Regions from separate parts of the Bos taurus genome. Here region 1 is linked to region 2. A link is a contact called in public Hi-C data. All regions are on one chromosome and are shown on one strand. Each heading gives the region's core, a stretch centred on a gene start, on an enhancer-like site or on the middle of the called end of the contact. The rest is flanking DNA. Distances are from core to core; before and after follow the strand shown. Region 1 has its middle 20 kb from the start of CALCOCO1. Region 2 has its middle 15 kb from the start of CALCOCO1.

What was found. Hi-C and Micro-C count contacts between places; a contact is called where the count stands out from the background.
Region 1: a Hi-C map of liver shows a contact between it and region 2, with 5 times the contacts expected there. The contact joins two enhancer-like sites. A contact is called at or near these places in 8 of 11 Hi-C or Micro-C datasets (4-cell embryo, blastocyst, blood and 4 more).

What each region holds. Positions count from the first base shown.
Region 1 is chr5:26,345,644-26,351,693 of ARS-UCD2.0, forward strand. No RefSeq gene overlaps it. Among named protein-coding and RNA genes, the nearest start is that of CALCOCO1, 20 kb to the left of the region's middle. Within about 2 kb of position 4,313, at least 6 of the 102 cell types and tissues checked have an H3K27ac peak or open chromatin away from gene starts, as enhancers often do. A contact at or near this core is called in liver, where this site is marked.
Region 2 is chr5:26,310,118-26,316,874 of ARS-UCD2.0, forward strand. No RefSeq gene overlaps it. Among named protein-coding and RNA genes, the nearest start is that of CALCOCO1, 15 kb to the right of the region's middle. Within about 2 kb of position 1,649, at least 29 of the 102 cell types and tissues checked have an H3K27ac peak or open chromatin away from gene starts, as enhancers often do. A contact at or near this core is called in liver, where this site is marked.

The DNA.
Region 1 (6,050 bases), core at 3,063-5,562, 38 kb after region 2:
TTTTGCCTTGTTGAATTCTCAGTGTCTTAAAGATCTTTCAAAGGAGACAGGACCCCAGTAGACAATTGGATAGATATTTAAGTCCAGAGCTCAGGATGGGTTTAGAGCAGAAGAGAGAAACTTAAGATCCTTGTAAGTAAAGATGATACAAGTGAAGAAAGATTACCCAGGCCTCCCTGAGTGTAGAGTGAGAGGTCAGAGGACCAAGGGCAGCACTCAGGAGACCATCAACATGGAAGAGAAGGATGGGGAGTGCTGAGCCATGGAGAAAATAGAAGAATCAGAGAGGTAGGAAGCAACTCAGGGGAGGTGAGTCAAGGAAAAAGGCCACAGCAGCAGGTGCAACAGAGAAGCCAGGGAAAGTTTCCCTGGAAATAGCTGGTTTGACAGCCAGGAGGTCACTGGCAACTCAGCAAGAGGCACTTAAGGAGAGTGTTTCAGGTAGAAGTAATTGTACAGCTGGACTTCATAGAGCCTGAAACAGATACCCTGCAATAGATATGCAATTCTTCTGACCCATGGGAAGTGGGGACATGTCTCTAGTCTCACAGAAAAACAAGGACTCCTAAGTCAAGGTGTAAGTACAATCAAGGGTGGGAACCAAGATGTCTGGATCCCACATCAAAGATCCTGCTGCCTGTGACCAATCAGATTTAGGCACTCTCTAAGCCTGCACTGCCCACATGGTGGCCACCAACCACACGCCACTACTGAACACTTGATTTTTTTTTTTAAATTTCTTTTGCTTTTTGGCCTTGCAGCATGAGGGATCTTATTTCCCCAACCGGGGATAGAACCTGTGCCCTGTGCAACAGAAGCTTGAGTCCTAACCATTGGACCACCAGTGAATTCTCCATTAAAACACGCTTGAAATGTGACTAGTGTAGACAGATTTGTCAACTGCAAATCGCATAACAAATTTCATATTTAACACCAAAACTAAAACAAATTTAAAATAATGTTATATTGACTGCATGTTGAAGGGATATAATATTTTGAATAGATTGGGTTAAATAAAATACATTATTAAAGGTAGTTTCACCTAGTTCTTTTTCAAATGTGGCTATTAGAAGATTTTGGGCTTCCCAAGTGGCACTAGTGGTAAAGAACCCACTATCCAACGCAACAGACGTAAAAATGCCAGTAAAAGATGGGTCCAGAAGATCCCCTGGAGGAGGGCATGGCAACCCACTCCAGTATTCTTGCCTGGAGAATCTCATAGACAGAGGAGCCTGGCGGGCTATGGTCCGTAGGGTCACAAAGAATCAGACACAACTGAAAGCGACCTAGCATGCATGCAGGCACTAGATTTTAAATTATGTATGTGACCCATATTAAATTTCTACTGCACAGCATTAGTCTAAGCTTTGCCACTAAATAGGACCCCTACAATACCCAGCCTCCCAACATCCTCCTAGCAGAAACAGAAAGGCCTGGAATCCCAAGATTGCATTCTGTAGGTACCTGTATGTCTCATGCTCCCAATGCCAGAACCCATAGCAAGAGATTCCAGTGTTCAGTACCCAACCTCCCCAGTTTTTCTGTGCCTGTCCCTTCTTCTCCAGGTACCTGTTGATAATCAGATAAGAGCAGAAATGTCCTATTGTAACTCCCAGAAAAGTAGATTTTCCCCCCTACCTAAGAGTTCCAAATCTCTCTCCCATCCCTAAATTTAAAAGCCATGTCTTCCTGTTACCTCCATTTCTCAACTCCTTCTTTGCCTTTCTGAAACCTTGAAAATCTCTCAAACGGGTAGAAACACAGCGTGATAGCAATCACCAGGATTTAGAGATCTTGGCAAGCCATCCAGTACTCTTGCCTAGAAAATCCCATGGATGGAGGAGCCTGGTAGGCTGCAGTCCATGGGGTCGCTACGAGTCGGACGTGACTGAGCGACTTCACTTTCACTTTTCACTTTCATGCAATGGAGAAGGAAATGGCAACCCACTCCAGTGTTCTTGCCTGGAGAATCCCAGGGACAGCAGAGCCTGATGGGCTGCCATCTATGGGGTCGCACAGAGTCGGACACGACTGAAGCGACTTAGCAGTAGCAGCAGCAGCAGCAGACTTAGTTTGCCGTATTTCCTAATCACGTGACCTGGAGTGAAACACCTCATCTCTCTGAACCCTCATCTGCAAAACGGATCTGTGATGATTATATGAGATCAGCTGTGTAAAACACCTTGTGCAGAGCCAGTTACTTTGTAACTTGGGGTTTCTCACTTTGCTTCTTACCCCTGAATATCTGGAGAATTAGGAAAAGAAACAGCAAACTCAGTTTCATGTATATGGACTAATAGAATCTTAAAACCAAAAAGGGGCTTAGAGGTATATTTCCAGCTTCCCATTCAGTGCAGAAATCTCCTAGACTCCATCCCTTATTGGTAGTCATCCAACCTCTGCTTAAACATCTCCAGGGGCCATTCACTGGTTCACTCAATAAACAAGAACAAGGCACTGTGGGAGCCACAAAGAAGGGCAGGCACAGCTCTCGCTGTTAAAGAGCCTACTTATATAATAGCAAAAAGGATAGAGAAATTACTATCACATAAGATAAACATTGGTATGTGCCAGTCAAGGTACATACAGAGCCAACAACCTTATAGGTTAATATATGTGCAACAAAGTGTAGCTCTAATGTTGAAATCCCTCCTAAATCCCAGACCTCCGTGTTCCCATTCATTTCATGGAAAATGCAGCAAGATCCTTCCACATTAGATCTTGGGTCACTCTCTTTTTTTTATTTTGTTTTTGGCTGTGCTGGGCCTTCATTGCTACATACGGGCTTTCTCTAGATGCAGCAAACTGGGGCTGCTCTCTAGTTGCGCTGTGTGGGCTTCTCACTGCAGGGGCTTCTCTTGCTGTGGAGAACGGGCTCTGGGCATGTGGGCCAATAGTTGAGGCATATGGGCTTAGTTGCTCTGCTGCGTGTGGGATCGTCCCAGATCGGGGATCCAAACCACGTCCCCTGCATTGGCAGGTGGATTCTTAACCACTGGACCACCAGGGAAGTCCCATGGGTCATTCTTAAGGAGGACATTTTTTGTAAAAACCTTTAAAATTCCAGGAGGGTGTGACCATGGAAAAGGCTAGAACAGATAAATGGTAGCACAGGTGTAGGGAGAACTGCAAGATCCTCTGGCCTCTTCTGTCTCAGAATTTCTAGGAATCCCTAGATGTCTACCCTAGATGTACAGTCCCTTACGTACTACCAGCAATTCCTGTCGCCCTGGGAAGCCCTGAACATCCCCACTCTCGGGGCTCATCCAAATGTCTTCCTGTGTGCTCTTGTTTTCTTTTTCATCCCATCCCTCTTACATTTTTTCATCTTTTATCACCATCTCTATGATTTTCTTTGTGTCCATCTGTGCTTCAGTCTGTCCCTCTCATTACTTTGATTTGGCGTATCTGATATTCTCAAGGTCTTTCTGTCTCTCAGTCTCCCTCTCTTTTACTCTTTCATCATTCTCGATTTCTTGGTTGGTTTCCATTTTCTGTCTCTGGCCTCGCTTTCTCCCCAGCTGCCGCAAAGCCATAAACCCAGCCGGCCCTGCAGCAGGCAGCCGCCAATCACTGGGCTCCAGGAGTTGCGGGGAGGGGGCTGCAGAGAGAAGGGGGCTTGGAAAAGCTGGGGCGTTGTTGCTACAGCATGGGAGGGGAGAGGCAGAAAAGAGCAGAGAGATGCCACTCCCAGAAGGCGACCACAGCTTTCCTGCAGGGAGCAGACGCCTGACCCCTCTTTCTGTTGGGAATCAGGGTACCTGGGTCCTTCCCCTGTACTCCCCAAATTGTGATTTCTCATCTAAAACCACAGGTCACAGGTCACTCACTCCACCAGAGATTTGCCGCCTCCTTCATTTTTAGGCTGTCCCAAGATGAAGCAGCTAAGGGACCCTGGGAGTCTCGGGATGTTTGGGACATACGTTACATGAACAATGGGACAATAAATGGATGATCAAGACATGGTGCTGGGAAGACACTGAGAAGAGGCAGACTCTTAATTGGTCAAGGGCGAACCCGAAGGTTGCGCAATCCAGGCTCCTTACTTGCTACCTGCATCCCCAAAGCAGGACTGACAGCCTGAAACCCTGGTCCCTAGTCTAGGCTGGGATTGGGCAGTTTAGGTGCTATATAAGGAGCAACTATCCAGCTTATCAACAGGAAACTACAGGGCCTGGGGAAGGGGAGGGGTGCTAGAAAGGGAAAGCAGGAAAGGGGAGGGATTAGTGAGAGATTTTAGGAGAAGACAGAGGAGGAACTTTCCGTTCTGTTCGGGCCCAGCGAGTGGTAATTCCTGGTGTGCCGGCGACCCCTGCCGGCTGCGCACCTCACTGCTCAGGAGAAGGGAAGGAACAGCCGGCCTGTGTGGGTCGCAGCGTGGGTTGAATACGACACTGTGTTTTGTGAGGGTGTCACCGTACAGCGGTCACGGTGCCTGTGGTACCCCACCTGAGATTGTATGTGGGCACCCCTGGGTGATGGCAGTAATATGACCGAGCACAAAAGTCACAAAGTTCAGGCTCTGAACTCCTGGCTGCCCCTCAGGGAGTCCAGACTGCGAAGGGGGAGGTCTCTGAGCGCAACAGACGCCTCACTAACGTCATGTATGAACCCACTCGTTGAGGCTCTGCGGGCATCAAAGTAAAATTTACCTGTCCGAGTTTAGGGGGGAAAGTGTGGACTTTGGAAGCAGACTTACCTAGGTTAAAATCCTGATTCCCTGTACTAGCCATCTGACCTCAGGCAAGTTACTTAACTTCTCTGAGTCCAATTTCCTCACTTGAAAGGCATGTTAATACCCATCTCACAGGGTTATTGTGAGTGTAGCCCATAGATAGATGCTAATTTTCTGCCTCCCTTTTCCTTTACCTCCCACCCCAAAGATGCGGCAGGGATTGCAAAAGGCAAATGAACTGAGGATATTGTTGACACTGATGATGGTGGTGGTTTATATTTACATCACTCACGCAAATCATTTTAAACATATTTTTAATACGTGGCTTTTTTCCTTTTTATTAGCCAAGCACATCATGATCATGTTTTATTGGGATAGAAATATCCTGATGTTATGGCAGGTATGTAGAAGGACAGCCTTATGAAGTGATAACAAGGCATGACAAATCTTTCTTTATTGTGATACATTTTCATTACTCAGGTTAATCAGGAATTACCCATTAGAACAAGGGCTTCAGATAAGTACATGACAGTCATCTGTGCAGATCAGAATCTCCTGATTTTCCAATGGGTATCTAATTGTTATTGCTGTTGTGGGGGGATGATTAATGCTTTGATTGAACTGGTCTTAAAACATTAGAATAACTCGAGATATGACAGGCAGTTAGAAACAGTATATTCTGAAATTTAAAAGAGGACAGATTTCAATTCTACCGAAAAATATCTAACCATTACAGCTGTCCAGTGACAGAGGGCAAACTGCTCATGAAGTAAAGAGCTCCTTTTGGGGAGAAATACTGAAGCAGAAGCTGGCTGATGCCCTGGCAGGCTTACTGTGAAAGAAATCTGGGCTGCAGAGGGAGCCTGGATAAGAGGCCCTTTGAGGTGCCTCCACGAATACACTGCCGTGAATAATGAATACTTAGCTCTGTATAAGTGTTGTCCCAAATGACATTACTGCCATACCCAAGGCCATTTTTTGTCACCATGGGGTGGGATGGGGGGATAGTAATAATAACTATATACTTTTTCCATTCAAGACTATTCTTCCCAAGGAAAGTCAAGATTCCGGGATTGTTCCCTCTTTAACCATCCCCACATTCCTCTAATTCTTTTTTTTTTTTTCCTATCTTCAAATATCTTAAAGAAAATTTTGCTTTTAAAAAAAAAAGACATTTTTCATCTTTTAGTTTTCTGCCTCCAAGAGGTGGGCAAGCAATAGGTGGGGGCAGAGGAGGAAACAAACATTTATTGAGTTCCTATTTAGTGTAGCTGCTGTCATTTTTGCATTTAAGAAGTGTGTATCTGCTCTCATGCAGGTTAAACATGAGAGCAGATACATGTGTATGTGTGTGTTAGTCGCTCAGTCATGTCCA
Region 2 (6,757 bases), core at 399-2,898:
CTAAGCTTCAGTTTCACCACCTGTAAGGTGGGTTAAATACAATTTACCCAATAATTCTGTGACGATTAAGACAGGGAAAGCCTCCATCAGCAACGTGTCCACTGTGGAAAGTCACCTTCTTTCTTTCCCAGTCCCCCTGGTGAGGGTCTCCCCAACACTCTCCCAGTCCTGCATCCCTTGAAACAGAAACCCAGCCTCCTTCCGCCTCAGACCCCCAGGTGCGCGAACCTGGGGAAACTTGATCTCGGACTTGGCCGGCTCCATCCGACTCCCCCGCCCCCACCCTGGTCCCCGCCCCTCCCGGTCCATCATGCCTCTCGCCCGTTTGCAGGTCGCGTTTTCCGTAATAACCTTTAATGCGGCTGGCCACGGCCCAAATGTTCGCGATGGAGCGCTGGGCCCCGCGCATCAGATGGACGATGAAGTGTTAATCATCCCCCAGGGAGCAGTCCCGCGGAAAGTCGTCATTAATTTCTCTGAATTACACCAATTCCGAGACATTCTTTATGGACAGACAGTGCGGGAGACAGTTATATGACAGGACTTGCTGTGCTAAGCAGATGTGGGAGAGATTGCGTCGCCCCATGAATACTAAACAATCGCTCGGAAGAAACCCCACCAGCTTCTGCTCTCAGAACTGGGAAGCCGCCCAATACACCCCCACCCTAATTTGCGCACCCAGCAGGTGCCTGGGGCTGGGGCAGGGAACAGGATCGCACCCCTACCCCAGCTTCTTAAGCAGCCTCCTCAACGCCCCTCAAGAGTCAGGCCTCAGCCTCAAAGTGGGAAGCGGCTCTGAAGGTCTGACGCTCACCTTCCTGGGACCCTCCAAGGACCCACAAACACCCTAGCTTTCTGTATCACAGCCTTTGCTCCCTACATTCCTTCCAGAGCCTGACCTGCTTTCTGAACTGCTGTCTGTCATCCCCACTCTGAGCCTCCTCTGGCTCTCCTTCTAGACAATTCACTACACTAACCATATCTGAACTTCCATCAGGCATTGTCCCATCCTGGTTCTTCCACCTCCGCACCCTACCCCATGTCTCTCTACCACTCCATCCTCCTCCATCTGCTCCATCACTCCACCTCCTCGCCCATCTCCAGCTCTCTGACCCTTTCATCCTGCCCACCTCCCACTCTGGCCCCCTCCTCTCCTCCTCATTCACCTCCCCAGCCTGATCACCTGCTTCTCTTGCCCACCTCCCCAAACCACCCCACCTCCCAGAGAGCTCTGCTTTCGCATTACCTCCATCTCTGCAACCTGCTGCATTCTACCATTTTTGCCCCACTTCAAGTTATTGCCCCTACATCTGCTTTCACATCTCTGCCACTCTTCAGAATCTAGAGGTGAAGGGAAAGGTTCAGAGCAGAATAAAACCAAGGGCCGCACTCCCCTACTCCTTTCCTCTCTCCTCAAGCCCTCTGCCTGCCTTCTTCCCTCTCTTCCTTCTGGCAGACAGGACAAGTGTAAATGAGAGCTTAAGAGACTTCTCCCCACGAGTAAAGCAGTGGGCGGGAAGTGGGGGAGGTGGAAGGTGACCAGGGAAAAACCTGCCGAGGCAATTCGGCCACACCTGAGGGAAGCCCCGCCCACTAGGGCGCGCCCCGCCCCCTCCTCAGTGGCCTCGCGAGGCCTGGCCAGCCCGCAGCTCGCCCCGCCCCAAGTCAGAAAGGACCCTGGGCAGCGCTGGGACCTCGGTCGCCCCAAAGCCACTCCTCCTCAGGAGAAGGCAGAAGGAAAAGGGGGACTGTTCCCCCATCGGGTGGTCTCACCACCCTCGCCTTCACTCGGGCTGGAGGGAAGAGCTCCCCCGCTGCTCCTAGCTTGGGATTGGGAGAAAAAGGAAAGTGTGCAGCCTCTGCGTCTTTTCTCCGCGCAGATAATTTATGTCTGAGAGCCGAGCAGATGGCGGGTAATTTAGCAATTACCGTGTGCAGGAATAGGACTCGCGCCTCCACACGGAAGCCGCAGCCTCATCTTCTTTTCTGCCCGTTTTCTCTGTTCTGTCTCCCCTTCCCCATTCCCGCCACACCTTGCTAAATCCCACCGCTCAAGGGGAGAGGATATCCTTCCATCGGTCCATTTTCCTCCTGACCCCTTCCTGGATCGGGCGGAGGATTTCTGCCTCGGGAAACGAGGAGAGCTGGCTGCTCCCTGGAAGTTCTTCCTCTCCTCTCACCTTAGTCTTTCTTGCTGCTATAAATGACCGTACTGTCCCGGGAAATTGTGAGGCTCTCTCCCAACCTTCTCTCCTCCCCCTGTTTCTTTAGGTTTTTCATGGTATTTCTTCCAGGTATCTAGGTTCCACATCTCAGGCTACAGAAGACACTTCTGGGCTCTTAAGATAGACCCGGGAGCTGAGGAGTCTGAGTCTCTGTCTGCATGGGCAGCAAGGAGAAAAGAAGGCAGTGGTTATTAAGATGAGAACAGGAGAGAGCCTTTTGGAGCTCTGTGCACACTGTGAGCGGGTAATAAGTGTGAAATGGCTGATTGAGAAGCTGGGCTTAGTGAGATGCGAGAGGGTAGAGGGGACAGGAATGAGGCTGGAAGGGTATCGAATGTCTCCTCCCTGTTCCACTCCCTTCCTCTCTGGGCCACCTGGAGAAAGGATGCTCTAAGACAGGCCACGAGCCTGGAGACTGCTCTAAGCTGAAGGGGCTGTCCCCCCTCCATCCACCTCCACCAGCCCAGCCCAGGACTCCAGAACACCCACCACTGAGAGCCCAGGCCACCGTACCCCACACACCCTCTCTTCAGCCAGGGCTCCCAAGTATGTGACCCAAACCCTGCACACCAGCCTGATGCCCCTATTCTGGCAGAACCTTAGGTGACCTCTGGGCTCTGAACAGCTGGGCTCTTGGGCTTTGAGACACCCCCACCATCAGCTCCCCCAGATCCTCTTCATTCCTCGACACCAGAGGAGCACTAATTAATTAGCGTGTGCAACCAGCCATAGGCACGATCTCGTTACCCACCACAGGGACCCGCTGTTAACACACCAGACCCCTGAGACGCGGGCACACACTAATTACACAGCCAGCAGCTCAGCTAATCACATCTCCTGGTGACACTGTGGCTCACAGAGGAATCCCCAGCTTTTCTCTCCATTCCCCATCAGCCCCTCCCCCCAACCCCTCCACGCCCGTCCCCACCCCACCACCCCACCCCTGCCATGCTCCTGCCTCCTAGAACAGGAAGCTGGAAAGGAGGAGGGAAAGACTGGTTAGAAAAAAGTTGAAACCTGCTGGAAAACAGGAGGCCAGCCATGGAGTAGCTGCAGGGAGAGTGGGGATGAAAAGTTGGGAGGAAAAGAAAATTTTCCTACTAATCACTTTGGGCTATAAACAGCCACTGTGAAATTAGTAACTACAGCAAGAGGGAGTGGTGGTTAGACTATAAGAGGGACTTCCTGAGAAGGTGCTAGGGTAGAATTGAATCTGGGAGAGAGCAGCTTTCCCAGAGGCAGGACATGATGGCCACTGAGGTGGAGGAGGATGGGAGAGAGGGGCAGTTCCAGGAACTCAGGTATTGGACTCCATCCTGTCTCCAGCTGCAGTTCAAGGGTACAGAGAGGAGGCTGCCTCACTGCAGACGCAGATAGACGGCTTCCCCCCACACACGTCCCATTGACTTTGCCATTCTGCTGTCACTCCACAGCTTCTCCAAGATTTAACATATTGACTCTTCGAGCTGCAGAAAATTGAATTTTCTTCATTACGACTGTCTCCCGACAAAAGCAGCTCATAAATTCTCCCATCTTTTTCAGGCTTCCGACCCCCTCACCACCCAACATTTCTCGAGGGGATTCACATATTTGAACACACGGTTCACATAGGTGGAAAGACAAGGCATAGCCAGCACGCTCCGGAGACATAGCTCCCACCAGACAATCCCTGACTGCCCATGACCAGAAGCAGTCTACACCCGGGCCAAGCCGCTGTGCTCAGAAAAGAGGGTACATGGGTTCCACAACCAGGGGCCAACGATGTGATACTCAGTGCCCCATAGCGCAGACACAGTTGGTCTGTGCCAGGGGACTAAAAGGCCCCATGCCTCTGTCACACGTGTACTTCTCCTGTACCCTAACAGCACTCTCACAGATGTCATTCCCGCATGCAACAGATTCATACAGCCTGACATGCAGTATTCACGGCAGGTTCACATCTGCGCTGCCTGGGCAGAACTAAAAGCCCCTCCCCACAGCATCAGAGCCCTGTGCATGGTCCCATTAGGGGATAAACCCATAAGCAGGAAACATGCACCAGCTCACATGATTTGCACAGACACAGAAAGAAGGAGAACATCTCCCAGGACCTAGAAGGGCGTCTTCCTTCACACCCAAGCAACCAATGCTGTCTCCTCCCAACACTGCCCCAGCCCATCCCTACACTAAGGGAGTCCTCCATGGACTGCAGCCTGGCGTCCACCCCAAGGTCCAGATGACCCTTTCCACTATGGAGGGTGGGGTTGACACTGGTTCCCTACCCAGGGTGCTCTCTCTCCATCTGATTCTCCTTCACTTTGGCCCCAGCCACAGAATTGGGGGAGGGCAGGGCCGAGTAGTAGTTCCTTTGGATACCTGTGCCAGTCTGGCAGCTGAGGCTATAATGGATGGGCAAGAAGCCAGGCTGATGGCCAGCACCATTTGGCTCATGCCCAGGGCCAGATTGGGGCGGGATGTAGTGGGCTGGGTGCCCAGGCACTCCACCCTCCAAAATGCCACACAATCTGTGAGAGGAAAGAGACAGAAAAAGGAACCCAGATAGATACAGACAAGGACACTCCCTAAGACCAGACTAAGCCAATCTCTCCCCCAATCCTGGCCCCTCAACAGCTGCTCCCTCCCCAACAGCTCTGACCCAGGCATAAAGGGAAGTTCCCCTGAACTGGCAGGAGGGAGGCCAGCCAATTCTTTCAGGTAAGACAAGTCCAACCATACACAACAGGAATTAGGGGTTTGGGGTGCAACCAGAAAAGAGAAGGACAATTCCTAAATTAGGAGCGTGGTTGAGATTTGCAGGGGGAGTCTTGCATAAGCATTTTTATGTGCGCTAATTAATGTGCAAATGTTGTGTATGAAGTGCAGAAGAAAATCTATTGTCTTTGTAACCCCAACCTGCTCCTAATGGTATCTACACATACACACACGCTCTTTATTTCATCTGTGATTGACTCCTGTTTCTGAATTTCTGAACCACCCTCTGTCTTCTCCTTTAAGAGCATGTCTGGAGCAATAGAAAGATTGCCAGAAAGGCCTAGCTCCATAATACAAAGAATGACTCTCTGGAGACCAGGAAGTATTTCAAACCATCTATGTCCAGAAGGAGAACAAATTCCTTCACCCAGCCTCACCCTGACACCTGCTCCTTCCAACAAGTTCCCCATCTCAAGGAGGAACTCCCATCTACTGAGCCAAGAACCCGTGATCAGCCATGACTCTTCCTTCTCCCTTGCTTAGGAATAGGACAAGGGAATCTTTTTTTAAGCTAAAAGTCAAACTTTTTTAGAGTCACATTCCATTGGCATCCAAATGACTTCAAAAATCAAAATGTCCTGCTTCCCTCTCCTTCACCCTCACACCCTGTCCATGACACCTCCTAAAGAACTTTTCTGGGCTGCACCAGATGGTAAAGAATCTGTCTGCAATGCAGGAGACAGGGGGTTCAATCCCTAGGTTAGAGAAGGAAATGGCAACTCACTCCAGTATTCTTGCCTTGGGAATCCCATGGACGGAGGTGCCTGGTGGGCAACAGTTCATGGGGTCGCAAAGAGTTGGACACAACTGAGTGATTAACGCTTTTTCACTTTGAGGTATGTGGGATCTTAGTTCCCTGACCAGGGATGGAACCTGTGCCCTCTGCAGTGGAAGCACAGATTCTTAACCACTGGACCACCAGGGAAGTCCCTAAATAACTCTTGAACCTGCCCACTTGGCTCCACTCTCTCTGGCAGATGAGGAGCTCGCAGCAAGATGACTGAACTGCCTCCTTACTGCTTTCCCAGGCTCCGGGGTTAACCCCCTCTATTCTGATGGCACTGGGGAGGCCCAGGAAGCTTAGAGGACATTCCCACCCACACAATTTCCCAGAGAGAAGTATTCTGAAACTGCTAGAAAGGTTATAGAATTGTCAAGTGCATGAAATCAATGACTAAAATTATGACTGTAACACAGCTTTGTTTACTTTGTGATACTGTAAAAATTTTCAAACTTTTCAGCAGAGTATAAAAATCATAAAAACTACAGAAATAACTCTTTCTTGAGGGGAAAAGACCACTTCTATCACTAGTCACCTTGGGCCCTGATGCTTCACCAACATTTGAAGTTCTTCCCAGAGGCTTCTTTTCTTCCAGGACAACTCTTATCAAATCTTGAATGTTGACTCAACCCCATGTTGATGGAAAGTGGAAATGGCACGTGGCTAAATTTGACCCCCAGCCCCTTTGCAGTGAGGTAAAGTCATAGAACTGGTTATCACCAATGGAATATAAGCAGAAGTGATGTGTTACTTCTGGACTGAAGAGGTTAATAGTGGTTACCGTTTCTCCGCATGGTTTCTCTTCCCCATCTGCTGGCAGGATGACACCTCGGCAACCTGAGGCCACATAGTTAAGATGACAGAGACACAGCATGAACAGATCCAGATTCCTGAGTTACTTGACCACAGACATCCACACTGGATTATGTGATACTGAAGTCTTTATCATGTTAAGATGCTGAGATCGGGGGGTTGTCTGCTACAGCTGTTTTATCTAAAG